Regions from separate parts of the Zea mays genome. Here region 2 is linked to region 1. The links are chromatin contacts, called in public Hi-C maps. All regions are on one chromosome and are shown on one strand. The core of a region is the stretch at or near the end of the contact, and the rest is flanking DNA. Distances in the headings are between cores, read along the strand shown. Region 1 holds the start of LOC103631417 (dihydrolipoyl dehydrogenase 1, mitochondrial). Region 2 holds the start of LOC100191527.

Evidence for each region. Hi-C and Micro-C count contacts between places; a contact is called where the count stands out from the background.
Region 2: a Hi-C map of tassel shows a contact between it and region 1, with 2.7 times the contacts expected there. The contact joins the promoter of LOC100191527 here to the promoter of LOC103631417 in region 1. A contact is called at or near these places in 2 of 25 Hi-C or Micro-C datasets (ear and tassel).

What each region holds. Positions count from the first base shown.
Region 1 is chr6:136,068,614-136,076,509 of Zm-B73-REFERENCE-NAM-5.0, forward strand. LOC103631417 (dihydrolipoyl dehydrogenase 1, mitochondrial) reads right to left here and starts at 3,664. Exons shown (of 4, transcript XM_020540099.1): 1 at 3,656-3,664; 2 at 3,262-3,445; 3 at 3,207-3,259; 4 at 2,909-3,205. The coding sequence starts at 3,664. The coding sequence ends at 2,909.
Region 2 is chr6:136,214,534-136,222,429 of Zm-B73-REFERENCE-NAM-5.0, forward strand. It overlaps LOC100191527, which reads left to right and starts at 3,636. Exons shown (of 5, transcript NM_001406549.1): 1 at 3,636-4,298; 2 at 6,957-7,142; 3 at 7,302-7,456; 4 at 7,598-7,868. The coding sequence starts at 3,854.

The sequences.
Region 1 (7,896 bases), core at 2,414-4,913:
TATCTATTTGGAAGCACCTTTCATTGGTTAACAGTGTTGATATTCCCTCATTTGGTGTAAGACCCATGTACTCTAAATCTATAACAGCCATAAAAATAGTCATATACTTAACAGGCACGACGAAGTAATAGAGCAACCATATACTTAACAATAGGCGTGAAAAAAGTCGTTACTCGTCATAGCTTTTGACCGTAGTTTATACCAGGCGACCACTAAACAACGTGCCAGAGTGACTCACCTGGTAGGCGACAACTTCCATTCATGATACTTCGTCCAAAGAATCAAGACACATATTACCATTTCTGTACATAGCTCTACAGAGATTGTCTGATAGAAAAAGCTATCGCTGGCTCTTTTTTTGCTTTTTTGTATATGCAATGTCGACTTGTTTCAAAAGAAAAAACTCAATCATCACAAAATAGTCCACTATTTAGCCATCCCCTTATAGTGTAAGAAAAGAAATGTTCTCCCCAACTTGGAGAAAAAATGATGCTTTGTTGATCACTAAAACATAAAACTAATTTAAGACCCTCTTCTCTCGGTATCCCTTATGCTTCCATTATGTTACATAATATATGTTGTCATTCCTGGGACTATATTTCTAATCTCATGGAAGCATATTGGCAGCATTCCTAGTGCATACAAATTGGCCACCCAAAACTGAAGCCACCTTGCACACAATAGGAACACCATTCGAGACCTATCCCAAAAGCACGTCACAGCCCAACACGCCTAGAAAATTTTTTAGGTATACATTGCCACATTTCGCACTGTATGTACTACGAGAGATATATTGTGGTGAGTCAGAGCATATATGCAAATGATTTACTGATCAGTTTTTACGTAATTTAATAGGAGAGCTTATGATCCTGACATGGTAAAAACTTGATACTGGGCAAACAATAGATCAGTGACGATGTCCAGACTCCATGTCAGACTCCATGATATATTTGACATCCAAGACATGTCCTAAAAGCACATCACAACCCAATTTGCTTTGGAGAATAAATAAAGTATACATTGCCACACTCTGTCTTTGTTTGTTAGAATTTGAATTCGAGTAAAAGTACTAGCTGATGTTTTCTGAATTATCTCTTCAGGAGCTCAAACCTAGAATACTGATGCAGTGCTTAACCTTGGTTTTCGATATAACCTGGAGGACATCTCATATTTGGCAAACTCTGACCTAGATGTTTGTGTGCATAACATTGAAACTTTTAGGTGTCTACAAAGGGCTGTGAGGGATCCCCAGGTAGGGTAGTGTGCTTAAGTCATTTCAGTGGCATAGTATTATGTTTCTTTTGAATTTGTGGAACCTAAACTCTGACACACAGTTAGTTCAATTCCCATATGTAACTCTTTTTGGGAGGCTCAATGTTCTGTTAAGTAGCTGATTAGTGCATCTATTTGGACGTAGTGGTACAATTTAAATATATGCACTACCGAGACATGGATAGTGGTACTTTGATATTGTAGTACTTTGTCAAATTTAGAGATTTTTTGTTTGAGACAACGCTAAAGTGAACAATAATCCCAAACAAAGAGTGCTATTAGTTAATTGAATATTTGAAGACATGAACATGTGGTTTTAAGTGTTTGCACAAATTTTCTATAGCTGGGAAAATTACTGATTCTTTGTTGAATGCAAGTGGCTCAGATCCCCTTTAGCAAATTACGTTGTGAGATGCAAACATGTAGTGTGCTACTAATGCATATTTCTATTTCCTTTTGTTCTGGTTTGATAGATTTGCTAACAATGCAACAATATGTATAGGAGGGTGAAACTCTTTGAAAAGGATCCTACAAGGCAGTTAGCGACATATGTTGAAGTTGTGAAAATAGTAGACCCAATGAAGACAATTGAGTCTTTGTGGGTGAAATTAATTTGCAAAGATGTATGTAGGGTTGGTAATGGTCTCTAAATTTTACACTAAAATTTAAGGATTGGGTTAGGATCGGGCTCTATTTTTATTCATTCTTAAACTAAAATTAATTTAGAACTCTAAGAAAATGCGAAGAAACATTTGGATCACGATCCATTACCACCCCTAGATGTATGAGAAACACAATCATCTAGATAGTGCTGAAGATATTTTTGAACCGGCTACACAAGTGAATTATAATCCAGATGACCATTTTGCCCAATATTTGGTGCGAGTGGGCAGAGAAGGAGCTGCAACACAACAATTTTTACGAGGCTATTGAACTGATGAAGCAAGCAACACCCGAGCCCTCTCTTGAGGTTAAGAGGCGGGGTATAATATATTCTATTAGATATATGTTATTTTTTAATTTTCCTGTGTATTTTATACTAGAACACTCATACTAACATTATGATTGATGCAATTGCTACTGAGGAGGATGGGCCTGTTCAAATGAAAGTGCACAAATCTTTCAAATTGTGGAGCTTTTATGTTGATATGGAAGAGAGCCTCAGAACCTTAAACTATACCTGTGCGGTTTATGAGAGAATATTGATTTTACAAATTGCCACTCCATAGTTCTCATTATGCCTATCTTCTTGAGGTAAGATCTTTCTCCAAAGTCAAATGGTTTTAAAGTCAAATGGTTTTAAGTGTATTTTCTATATGCACGAACGGTTTAGCGCTCGATAGGCCGCTTTCTCATTCTAGTTTGAATAAAAAAGCGAAGGGGACGAATAGCATAAGCCCACTGCAAAAGAGGATATGTTATCCTTCTCTAAGGTAGTATCAACAGAAATTAGTCTAAGGTGTACAGCGCACACCAGGTTTCTACAAATCGATGTGATGCAGCAGCAGCACAGAATGACAGAAGAAAGAAACAAGCTGCAGTTTTCACACATTGCCAGGGAGGTAGGGGGGAAAAATGCAAGGAAGCATGTGACTTTAACAATGTAATAACTATATTCCACAGCAAATGACGCAATTCACAGTTTCCTGACAAAAAGAACAACAAAGAATCTTTTTTGCTTGAGCATGAACTTCATTTTTTGCTTCTCCAACATACGCTGGAACTGCTTCCGAATCTCTCCATCCATTGATGGGACAACGCCAGGAGCAAATTCCACAACAGTAACCTCAGACCCTAGCCTGTTCCAAACAGAGCCCATCTCTAAGCCTATGTATCCAGCTCCAACAACCACCAACTTCTTTGGTATTTCTTTAAGAGCAAGAGCAGCAGTAGATGATACAATCTTTTTCTCGTCTATATGAACTCCAGGGAGCTATCGATTTCACATCCAGCAAGTTCACAGCTACCTCAGAAGGGGAGCCAAGCTTCCTCTCACGTATTCAACTTTGTTCTTCTTAAACAGGCCTTCAATACCCTTTGTAAGACCAGCAACAGCCTTGTCTTTCTGCGACATCATGGCAGGCAGGTCTATTTCTAGATTGGAAAGCTTCACACCATGGTGCGCAAAAGAACTCTTTGCCTCGTGGTACATGTGTGACGAATGGAGAAGAGCCTAAAATTTTAAAGTACATGGGTCAGCATTATTAATTAAGCAACACAAATTTAAGTCTTCTAGCCGCAACGAGGAACTCAGGGGAAATACTACTTGTAGCACCCAAAATTCTATTTTAGAGATTTATTAAAAGCATTCTTCCAAGATCTAAGTAAAAGTGTTTCCTCATAAAAGATTACAAAAAATGTCTGTATATGAATTAATGGAAACCATATACATATAGGAATGTTCACCAAAATGCTAGCATACAAATATCTATTTATAAGGGAAATAGTGCTAGTGCCCTTGTAAAAGATGTGTTTAGAAACCTTTTCATATATATATATATATATATATATATATATATATATATATATATATATAGTATGATAAATCATCTCATAATAGAGATGATAGATTATAAATTTTTTTCTTAAAATATATTGTTGCATATTCCAAATATTTGCATAGATAAAGGAATATTATAATAAGAAAATGAATAAACAAATATACTTTTGCATTTGCATGCTAGAGTTTTGTTGTTGATTGTGCATCTAATTTGAGTTTGAAAATCTAAAAATATACTTACAAGTGAATTTGGAAAATAGAAAACATAAGAAAACAGGAAAAAGAAAAAAAAAGGAAGGAAGCTCCTGCCTGTGCTTGGGCCGGAATCTGCTGGCCTCGGCCCAGTAACCTGGTTGCCAGCCCACACCACCTCCGCCTGGCTGGGCTTTGCGCCGACGGGCGGGTCCCACTCGCTAGTCTCCTGCGTAGCCCAATAGCAGCTAGCGCGTGCTGTCTCACTGGCCGTGGGTCCTCCTTGTCGGAGTCATCTCCTTTAGGGCTTGTTCGGTTATACCCCAATCCATATAGATTGAGGGGGTTCCAATCCCTAGTAAGTCAAAATCTCCCTCAATCCGTATCAATCCCATATGGATTGAAAATAACCGAACAAGCCCTTAACGGAACTGTGACGAACTCCGTGGCCGAGAATGTCACCACCGAACGCAAGAGCCCCTCCCGGATTCTTCGCCAATTGATTCTTAACCCAGAGTATATAACCCGAGGCCGTGGACCCCCCCCCCCCCCCCCCCCCCCCCCCCCTAGCCGCAGGAGCTAGCAATGCGAACACCATAGATAACGTCGTACAGAACTCCGCCGCCACGTTCGGATCCGGCCTCGGCTACCGGTTTGAGAAGAAGAGAAGGACACGTAGAAGGTATACGAGGGCAACTGCGGGCGCGAAATCGAGCGGTTCAACGACAATTTCTCGCAGGAGGCGCGAAATCTGAGGTACTACCTTACTAGCAAATTTTTTTGGATGAAGTTGGCATAGCAATAGCCAGTAGGTTTTATCCATTTGCTAGTATTTTTCTGTTGCACCTTTGACAACGTTAAACCTTGATATGCTGTTTATCTTGCGATCTCATCCTGCACCCTGACACTGTTCTATACATGCACTTGCAGATACACTACACTCCTGGAACAACTATGCTCGAACTCCTCAAATATACCAGAGTAGACGGATGTGTGCTTGGTAGCTTCATGCTGCATGAGAAGGAAGCAAGGGAGCAGACAGCTCCAGAAGTTTAAGCTGCGCAGGGCATGTGCTGTCAAAATCTGACAGTGTAGTGATGGACAAAATCATCAGTTCATCACCGAGACATACAGTCTGACTTTAGAAGATACAGAATCTCAACCGGGAGAAGAACCGGGCTTCATGGCAAGACTTTGGGTACCTGGCTAGCTTAGCTTCCACCAGAAACAGAAAGAAAGAATGTTATCGCTGTGGAACCCAGGCTCGTGGCAAGAAAAACAAGGATATTGTGAAGGCTACACCATCTCTAACTCGAGAATACCATCCCAAGGCTCCTCCAAACCAGAAGTCTGCTTCAGATGGCCAACAACGATGCTGGAAGAAGGTTGAGGTCGCCCCAACTGAAAAACCACAACCAGAAACTGTTGCCAGCGCCTCGTCAAAAGCAGCACCTGAGGGGCATCAACAAGGAGGTAAAACTGTAAAAGTACCTTGGCGCACAGTGCATCAGGAGATCTTGAGATGACTTGTGATTGTGAAGAACAGAAGGTTGTTGGGAAAGCCTGTTCACCTGCGGTCATTTCGACAAGTAAAGGCTGCTCAGAACCCTTGCCTGGTGTTGTTGCTGTTGGCTCAGTCCTGATCCCGATTACGATGTCCAATTAGTAGATCCAAAGGCATCTTTTTTTTTAACCTGAACGAATCAAGGCGTCTCTTGTAAATAACACGGTTCCATTCTGAGCTTCTGATCTTGGGTTCCATTCTGAGCTTCTAACCATGGTATGAGCCGCCTTCTTGCAACCTAGGAATCACTTATCTTAGAATGTGGAAGGTTCAGGTTATCTTTTGACCTTTTCCGCATCGTTCCTCTTGAATCTTCAGTTGTCATGTCTGAGCCTTTTGGTTACCCTAGTCTCTGGAAGGGAAAAAATAAAATAAAATACAGGATGTGGTGATGTGCTCAAACTTCTGGCCAAGTGTTTAGCGGAGTTGGCAGCATGTTATGTCGAAATGTTTTCTTTGTTAGAATGATATATGCTGAGTACTATATCCGTTCATAAATATATGACACGTTGATTTTTTTTCGAAAATTTTTACCACTCGTCTTATTCAAATATTTATTAAAAAATATAAAATTTTAAGTCAAACACAATCTAACTTAAGTGATAAAATAAATCAAAGAAATAATAACTTATTATTTTTTAAATAAGACGAGTGGTCATTGTTTTTTAAAGTCAACAGTGTCATATATTTATGAACGGAGTGAATAACTCCTTGGTGGCATACTCTGTTGTTAAATCTAGACTTGTCCCCATCGTGCATTGATTAAGCAAGACTGATTTATGATTTACAGATAGGAGTGGTTTGGTGCCCCGTTTTGAGATAACTAAAGACGAAGGCCGAATACGGGCGCCTGGGATGGATTCCAGCAATATCTACCTGTTTTGTGATACTAGATCGTTTTCTTTTCTCCAATTTTAACCTATTATGATAATATTTTGCACTCATAAACACTATGCAACGGCATGAATGCAACAATCGAAACTTATCTAGGATTTTATTTTACTATGCAAAAAACTTATATATATATATATATATATAATAAAATAACTCTTCATTATTTAGAAAAAAGAGAGGAAAACAGGTAAAGGAGAGGGTAACATCTGAATTTGGTGAATATTAGAAAAGAAATTTTATACCCTCAAATTTAGGGTGTTACAAGCACCGCCTTCGCCTGTTCTAGTCAATAATGGACATCGACGAGGAAGGCATCGCGATCTCCCATTTCCCTGGCCACCGTTGCTACCCGAGTCTCACCGAATTCGTAGGAACGAATGGAGGGCGGATCGCGACCGTAGACCACCCAGAACGACGTCTCGTGTAATGATGATCGGTAGGTTGTACTGTAGACGTACTTAGCCCACGACAGCCAGCGAAGCCACTGTCGTGGACGATCGCCTGTGAAGCAGGGCAGGTACATGACGATGACGCGGTTAGCAGCTTCCGTCTGGTCATTCGTCTAGGGATGGAAGGCAGAGGACATGTGCAGCTTTGTGCCCATGAGGTGCATGAGCTCGCGCCAGAATGCCGATGTGAACATAGGGTCGCGATCGGACACGATGGACTGCGGAATGCCGTGGAGATGAACGATGTCGGTGAAGAATGCTTGCGCCACGAACTCAGCGGTGTACGGGTGCGCCAACGGGATGAAGTGGCAGTACATGCTGAAGTAGTCGACGACGGAGAGGATGACCATCTTCCCATGTACCCGGGACATCGCCTCCACGAAGTCCATGCCGATGTCTGCCCAGACGATGGCGAGCACCGGCAACGGTTGCAGCAAGCCGGCCGGGTGCAAGTGTTCCAACTTGTACCTCTGACAAGTCGTGCATGCGCGCATGAAGTCCTGCATCAGTCAACGCATGTTTGGAAAATGGATGTCGCGGTGGAGGCGGTGTAGCGTGCGGTGGACGCCCTCGTGTCCGTTGTTGTGGACGACCGTTAGGATCTCCTGCATGAGTGGTGCTGCAGGCAGTATGTACAGGCGTCCGTTGTAGGTGACCATGTCGTCGACCATTGCCCACGGCGTCGTGTGTGTGTGCCGGCGTGGACCTCATCATGGATGGCGACTAGGGTTAGATCAGTGGCCTGGGCGTGCCGTAGGCGCGCGATGATGTCGAAGAGGGGTGCCGAGATTGCCAGCAACTCGCCATCGATGGTGTCGCGGCGGGAGAGGGCGTCGACGATGGTGTTTTTTGCGCCTGACCTATACTCCATAGAAAAATCGAACCCCAAGAGTTTGCCGACCCAGTGGTGATGGGGTATCTGAAAGTCGCCAGGCGAATATGCGAAACCTAAAAATATAACTTTAAACCCAGACTTGATCCCTTGATTTGCGGTTAGAACAAGATAAAAAAATATCGGAGTATAA
Region 2 (7,896 bases), core at 2,386-4,885, 150 kb after region 1:
TCGAGACTGTGTTGCTCAACTTTTATGCTTATCTTAGGGCCTCCACTCACATACGATTGATAAAGATCACATCAATTTCTAGTGCATTGGATTGAGTGGCACTAGGTGGTCGAGTTGCAAGCCTGTGGTGCTCATTACTCTTGAATGTTGCCACCTTCTAGTTGGCTAAGAGGTTGTGGTTGTATAGAGGCCCACACGAAGTTATGCATGTCTCTAGAGAAGGCTTTGTGAGAGGTACTATGCTCACCCTACGGGAGACACGAAGAAAAACACTAGTAGAGTGAGGTGTGAAGAGCAACAAGTGGTCTAGTCAGATCAAGTACTAGAACTTTTGTGCAAGCACTCCACATGGGAGAGGATGATTCATGGGTCACCACTAGCATTAGGATTGACGATTACCATTGGGCTTGTCACAATAGGGAGTAAGTGGTTGGTAAACCGCCGAACCTCGAGACAAAAATCATCGTGACAATATTTGTCTTTCCATTAGTTTGTAAATCCCTAACACTAGCTTGTATCACTTGTTCATACTTGTGCTCATGTTTAGTGTTGTTCTTGTAACTAGTTTACTTGTGTAGTAAAGAAGTTGCTCTTGTGCTAGTAAGCTTGCATAGCTTAACAACTTTGCTTGACTTGCATAGCTAACTTTTGTTTCGCTCTCCAGTTTAGCTTGTGTAACTTTACTAGTTGAGTAATCCTAATGTACGCTTAGGCTTTGTGAACTTTGCTCACTGTAAGAGCTCTCCATTTATTTGAGTACTAGTTGCATAGTCTTGTGTGACCATGTTAACTAGACCTGTATAAGTGAGATCTACCTAGCTTGACACCTTAGTTGCTAAACTAGAATCGTTTAAAGTGCTTGAGAACATAGATAGAGGGTTATAGTCTTGGATAACCGAGTAGTTTAATTCCATATTTATTTCAGTTACCCGACATATTTAAGATTCACAAAGGACTATTCATCCCCTCTAGCTTGTCATCTTGACCCTGTACTTTGGCTCTAATTATGCTTTTTAGTGCAGTAGTATCGTTGGAGCTTTACAAAACCTCACATTGACATGACCAAACATTTTCTTTGTGGTGAATAAGATCTATTAATATCTTCATGCTCATACTATAAACCACTGGACTGCCGCCAAGTATATTATAAGATATATCAAACATTCAGCTGTTGCTGGCGTCATGTTAAGTAGGTCCAAGCCAATGTTGGATAGGGCCATTTCACATGCTGATTGAGTCAGATGCTCAGATGACAGAAGGTCTACTGGTGGTTCTATGGTCTTCCTAAGACCGTTTCTTATATCATGGTGTGCCAAGAAACAAGTGACTATGTCGAGGCTCGAGATCAAACACATAAATAGAATGTAAGGTTAAAGTCAATGCTACTGTAGAGGTGATGTGGATACAAATAGTGATGCAGGAAATTAGAGTTCATGCGCCTAGAGGAGCAAAGTTGTGGTGTGTGGTAACATAGGGGCTAAGCATTTCTATGCTAATCTAGTCTTTCGTGCACGCATGAAACATATCGAGATTGATTATCATTTAGTTCGAGGAAGAGTTACAACGAAGCTACTGGAAATTAACTTTGTCTCCTCAAACCGCATCATGTTAGAGATGGTTCTATCAAGCCCTTAACAGTCAGACATTGTACGCTAGGAGCCAGTAGCGAAGGGCAAAGAAAAAATATGGTATGGCTGAAAAATGAAATTTGCAAGAATTCAAAATCTAAATCGAACTCAAGTCCTGCTGCTAGAATCGAGGTAACACATCCACCACATTGCGTCTTGTTTTGTGGTTATAGTGGAAGATATAAGAGTTTTTAAAAGTAAGGTATGACTGATGTCACACTAAACCATCATTGTTCTTCCGCCACTGCTGAGAGCAAAGACGTGTGTGCAGCTAGAACACACCGTATCTCCTCTGATTTCTTCCGGTTTCAATATAGTTTGACGCTTGCATTGCCATGCATGGAATAAACAAAACAGCTGCACCGCGCGCGAGCCCCTGTCGATCGATTTTGCATGTAGTGCGTCGCATGCAAGAAATTGATCTTGAGACGAGCAGAGGAGGTTAGGTAGAATAAATATATACTCCTTTCGTTTATTTTTAGTTATCGCTCAGCGACAACTAAAATGAAACGGACGTAGTGCTGTGGATGGATATTTTGCTCGCTCGTCGGACCTGCCGGCAGCTGCGGCGTCGCCGTTGCGGCGGGTCGCGTCCTCCTCCCTCTCGCCGGGCTGGGACGGCCGGTCGTTCCATCTGCGCTGTTGCAGCATCCCAAAGGAAGCTACCGAGACCAACGTGCCACCAAACACGCCACTAGCTAGCTAGCTATAGCTTGGCCAGAATTTCGTCGCGTCGTCGTCCATGTCCATGGCATTGGTGCGTGACAACCACCGAGTTGGTAAAGCGCCTTTTCATCGCAAAGTCTAGCTGACTGTGCTTCATTTTCAAGCACAAAAATAAAACCGTACTGATGGCTATGATGTGATACTGAATTTTAGGGCAACGTCTCGCAAACTTTTTAGGGCATGTTTGGTTTATTTAGTGCAAAGGACTAAAGTTTAGTCCAATGAATCATAGAAAAACCAAAATATCCCTTACAATTCTCCCGCAATTGAAAAAATAAGGACAAAAATGTGATATTAATATGATTTAGTCTCTTTTAATTATTTGTCGAGGAATTAAAGACTAAAACAGTTCAACCCCTGTTTTAGTTCCATCGTTAGACAATTTAGAGAATAAATAGAACCAAAATTAAGGTACTAATATTTAGTCCCTCAAACTAAACGGGGGCGTTGACGACGATCCGTATCTGAGAAAAGTTATATAAATTGGTAGCACGAGGAGATAGGTCGGTGCTACTGCATTTCTTAATTCATCATGTAACACACTTCAAATCAGAAAAGGTAAAAACAGATGTTGCCATGCAGAAAAAATATAATGTATTTGTACGCTAGTACTAATCAAGTATATATATAGCTAATATATAACCGGTAAGGTGGAAATAGAAACCACCAGCATACTAATCTATTATAAAATGTGGACTTAGAGCCTGTTTGGGAGGGCTCTCAAACCGGCTCCAGCTCTTGAAGGATCTCAACAAAAAGCATCGAGGAGCCGGAGCTATTTTTATAGAGAGGAGCATTCTCTCATCTCACGTCGAGAAAAGCCGTTTTGCCAAATAATTTGTTAAAATACACTGATTTTTATAAAAAAGTTGTTTTTAAGAGAAAGTAAAGCCAGAGTCATTTTTAGAGAAGCCGGAGCCATGCTAAACGGGACCTTAATTAGATTCGGAACACGAGGGAGTAGCTTACGTAACTATTGGAGTTCCTCTAACTGTGGCTGCACCGCACCAATGAATGATTATTACCTAGGGGCTGCTTAACAATATACGTCACCTTTTTCTTTCGAGAAAAAGCTAAGCAATGGATTATATTTGCGGCAAATTATATAAAAAAGGCCCTCACCAACTCTCTCACTACTTTGTTCCCCCCACATGTTTGTTTGGTACAAAGCGATGTTTCCATCTGCCCATCCTTTTCTTATGCTCACCAAAGCCTCGCGCCACCCAGCCGCGGACGCGGAGAGACGAAGCTACATATACGCTTGATGTTTTCGCGAGGAGTCAGTGCATCGAAAATTTGGTCGAAATAAACAAGCAGAGCAGAAAACCCCCCACACGCTTTAGTTGGCCGTCCGTCCGTCCGTCTCTGAGGAGCACACAGCAGTCGATTTTAAACTGCAGCTACAGAGGTCAGGTCAGGGGACACAGCCTGAGCGGCTGGCTGGCGGGGGCTAGCGAGCGGCGCCACAGCGCAGCACGCAGAGAGCCAGGGCGGCGGCCATGGCGAGCGCGGCGAGTGGCGGCGGCGGGTCGCTGAAGCGGATGGGCCCGCTCCGGGTACAGTACTACATCGTGATGGGCGCGGTGGCAGCGGCGGTGGTGCTGGCCACGCTGCGCTACATGCCGGGGCCAGCCGTCCCGGCGACCACCGCCCGTACCAGCGGAGGCGGCGTCGTGCGCTCGGCCCCAGCAGCCGCGGCCGTCCCTGTGCCCGTGCCCGCCGTGGAGGTAGAAACGGGGGAGGATGAGCAGGCGCAGAGGAGGAGGAGGAGGAGGAAGAAGAAGGGTGACGGGGTCGTGCTCTTCAACTTCGGCGACTCCAACAGCGACACGGGCGGCGTGGCGGCGGTCATGGGGATCCGCATCGCGCCGCCGGAGGGCAGGGCCTACTTCCACCACCCCACGGGGCGGCTCTCCGACGGACGCGTCATCCTCGACTTCATCTGTGAGTCCATGCCTCTACCTAGCTAGCTAGTAGTTCAAATCCCCCTCCCTCTCGATTCGATTCCATGGTTCCATCCATCCGTGCATCCCCCCTTCCTTCCTTGCTCTTCCTCGATTAATGACGAATTCGCAGCGCTGTTCGGCCGGCTTCCTTCCCGGCGACGCGCGCATAGCACAGCCCCAGGCGCAGAGCCATCCGAGACATCGTTTGCCGTTGCGATTGGCCGCGCCATTAGCGCTGGATTAGCAGGTTGCGCGGCGGGCATCAGTGCGCACGGCGCCGAGGCCCAGGCGGCCAGGACGAGCAAATATCGCCTGTGATTTGTGTGCCCGCGTGTAGGTGTCGCTGAGCTGCGTCTGCTTGCACAGCCCACGTGCTTGAAATCGAAATGCTCAAACACACATATTTTTTCAGAGAAGAATCAAGAATGTCTGGAGTGCAACAAGAATTTGAAGGTGGTGTATAGAATATCGAGAGCAAATGTTGTCGGTAGATTTATTTTATTATTATTACTACTATTATGGAGAAACAATGGCTCTCTTCCTGTGATAGTGTAGCAGTAGTACTGGAACAATCCAGCGTAGCGTGCCTTGTAGTCAGAAAGAATATTTCGTAGAATCATATCAGTCAGCGTGGCGCTCCCGGAACAAACAGCCAAACACCATGGCAGCGGGCAGCGGCAAACGGGTGCGACGCGAGGTCGAGGTGGTTAGCGCGCCCGGCCGGAGCTGGACGCCGCCGACGGGATGGGGTGGTGTCATGCCGCGCCGTAGAATATACTTAATGGATTTGGATCGGCGGAGCCGAGCACACGACGCGCACAGCGCGCCCGCCAGTATCTGCCCCCTGCCCGACGTGCCCGTGTGTCAGGAGCCTGGCACTGGCAAGCATGGGTTGGCATGCCACGTTTTGGATTCTGGTTGCCACTTGCCAATTGACGGAGGCCCGGCCCGTCACCGCGGTGCTGGAGGAGCGTTGGAGCCTCGTGTTCTCTCGCTCGCCAGGCGCAAGTTGCGCGGCCTGCCGCCGTCGTCGTGCATCTTGTTCAGCGCCTCCACGCCCGGGTCCCTGCTGACCTGATTACACAACCCTCCTAACGCTCCGTGTATGAACGTGGATGCCATATACCTAACGCTTGGTGTTTGGTCGTCGTAGTCCAGGTTGGCCGTGTCCGGTATCTCTATCACACTAGAGATGCCGTCGGTCGGGTGCTCAGCCATTAAGTCAGTCAACAACGTTTTCGTGTTGGGCGAGGAGCACGCCGGCGCCAACTCAGCGCTTGTTGGCTAGCTCGTGCGGCTTCTCATCAATCTCTCGTTTCCTTTGTGCGCAAGTGCAATCATTTCTTGGCACCTCCCATTCAATGCAAGTAAGCAGCCTGCCTGCCTGCAAGTATGCATCTCCCACAGAGTACTCCATTATTTGATCCTGTGCAGTTGCAACCACTAACTAGTATTTAGTACCGATTAGGCTCTATTTGGAAATAAAGTGTTTGAAAACTACTACAGTTTTAGAATACTAAAGTTTTGAAATACCAAGACATTCCCACAATTTTTTTTACCACTATATGGAGAACTTTGGTCTCGAGCTAAGTTTTACAGCATAGTCAAAACTGCAGTTTTGAAAACAGAGTTTTTTGAAGAGTCTAGCAAACACTGTATTAAAAAAATACCACAATATCTTAAATACTACAGTATTCTCTAAAACCATTGACGAACCTAGGATTTAAAGTTAGGATGGTCCAATCTTATGCAAATCAAAATAAATAAATGAGTTTGCATTTTAAGTACTACAACATGAGGAAAAAAAATCAAAACCACCTATATACTGTAGCAGATCAAAATCAGAGGGTGCGTTGGGGCCCACCCTTTAGATACGCCACTGCTAAAAACAGAGAAAATACTCTACTTCCAAACAGACCCTTAGTTTTCAGTAATTAGTGCCACTATAGTACAATGGACGTACTTCTGGTGTACTCTACTCTTCAGGGTGTGTTTGTTTCCCTCCTAGATTGGAGAATAAAATATCACTTTGTGACCATAAATAAGTTGAAATAAGCTAGTATTAGGTAGCTTATTTCAGCTTATTTATGATTCTAAAGTGATATTTTATATTTCTACCCTTTTATTATAATCTGACTTATATAATTTAGCAATGAAACAAACCGGGCCTCAGTCACACTCAACGCTGGCACCAACTTACCGCATGGTCATACTCACACAGTACACTCAACGCCCAAGTGCGCCTGCACATGGCCACTTGGTCTTTTGTAATTTTGTTTCTGTTCTGCGAGAAAGCAGTTTCAATGGGGTATGAAAGCACCGAACCTTTGGAATATGATGATGCAGCTCAGTCGGGCACACATGGAATGCATGTTCAAGCGATATTATGGTCATTATTCCTTTATTATCTTATAAGCAAAAACACAAGCCACCATGCGTGTGCTGTCTCCAACGCGCTTTCCAGCATTGCACGGAAGCCGCTGCAGTGCTGCCAAAACATCGCACGCAGAGCTTTCCTGCCTTTCTGAATGACTGAATAATTCCCTCAACATTCCTCTATATGCAATGGAATCTAGCAGTATATGCCAGCTGGCTCGGATTATTATTTGAAAAAAAAGCAAAACTGACAGAAGCTTTTGATGACACTCCGATTCAGGTGAGAGCCTGGGCATGCCGCACCTGAGTCCGTTCATGAAGCCGCTGGGCTCCAACTTCTCCAACGGCGTCAACTTCGCCATTGCAGGGTCCACGGCCATGCCGGGAGTAACCACCTTCTCGCTGGACGTGCAGGTGGATCAGTTCGTCTTCTTCAAGGAGAGATGCCTCGACTCCATCGAGAGAGGTTTGGTTTGTTCAGCGCTTCTGTTTTTTTTATCAAACAATCGTCATCTTTTTTTTTGGCTTCCCTGAACCCTTCACCTTTTACTCAAACTGACGAACGAAAAAAAAACAAATGTTGTCTGGTTTTCTTATCTGACGGGATTTGCCCATCTTCTCCCAGGTGAGAGTGCCCCGATTGTTGAGAAGGCGTTCCCAGATGCTATATACACCATGGACATCGGGCACAACGATATAAACGGTGTTCTCCACTTGCCCTATCATACAATGCTCGAAAATCTCCCCCCAGTAATTGCTGAAATCAAGAAAGCCATCGAGGTAAATGTTATTCACAGATCAGATGTGCATTGCTTCTACAAACCCTAATCTCTGAACTCCGAATAGTATTTCTTTTCAAGACTCTTTTTACACACTATTTATTCCGTAATAACTAATTGTTGTATCCTTGCAAAACTGCAGAGGTTGCACGAGAATGGAGCCAGGAAGTTCTGGATACATGGAACGGGAGCATTAGGGTGCATGCCTCAGAAGCTTTCTATGCCGAGGGATGACGACAGCGACCTCGATGAGCATGGATGCATCGCAAGCATTAATAATGTCTGCAAGAAGTTCAATTCCTTGCTGAGTGAAGCCTTGGACGAGCTGCGTTTGACACTGAAAAGTTCGACTATCGTCTTTGTGGATATGTTCGCTATCAAGTATGATCTTGTTGCCAACCACACGAAATATGGTAAGTTAGTCTGTTGTCTCTGTCCCTT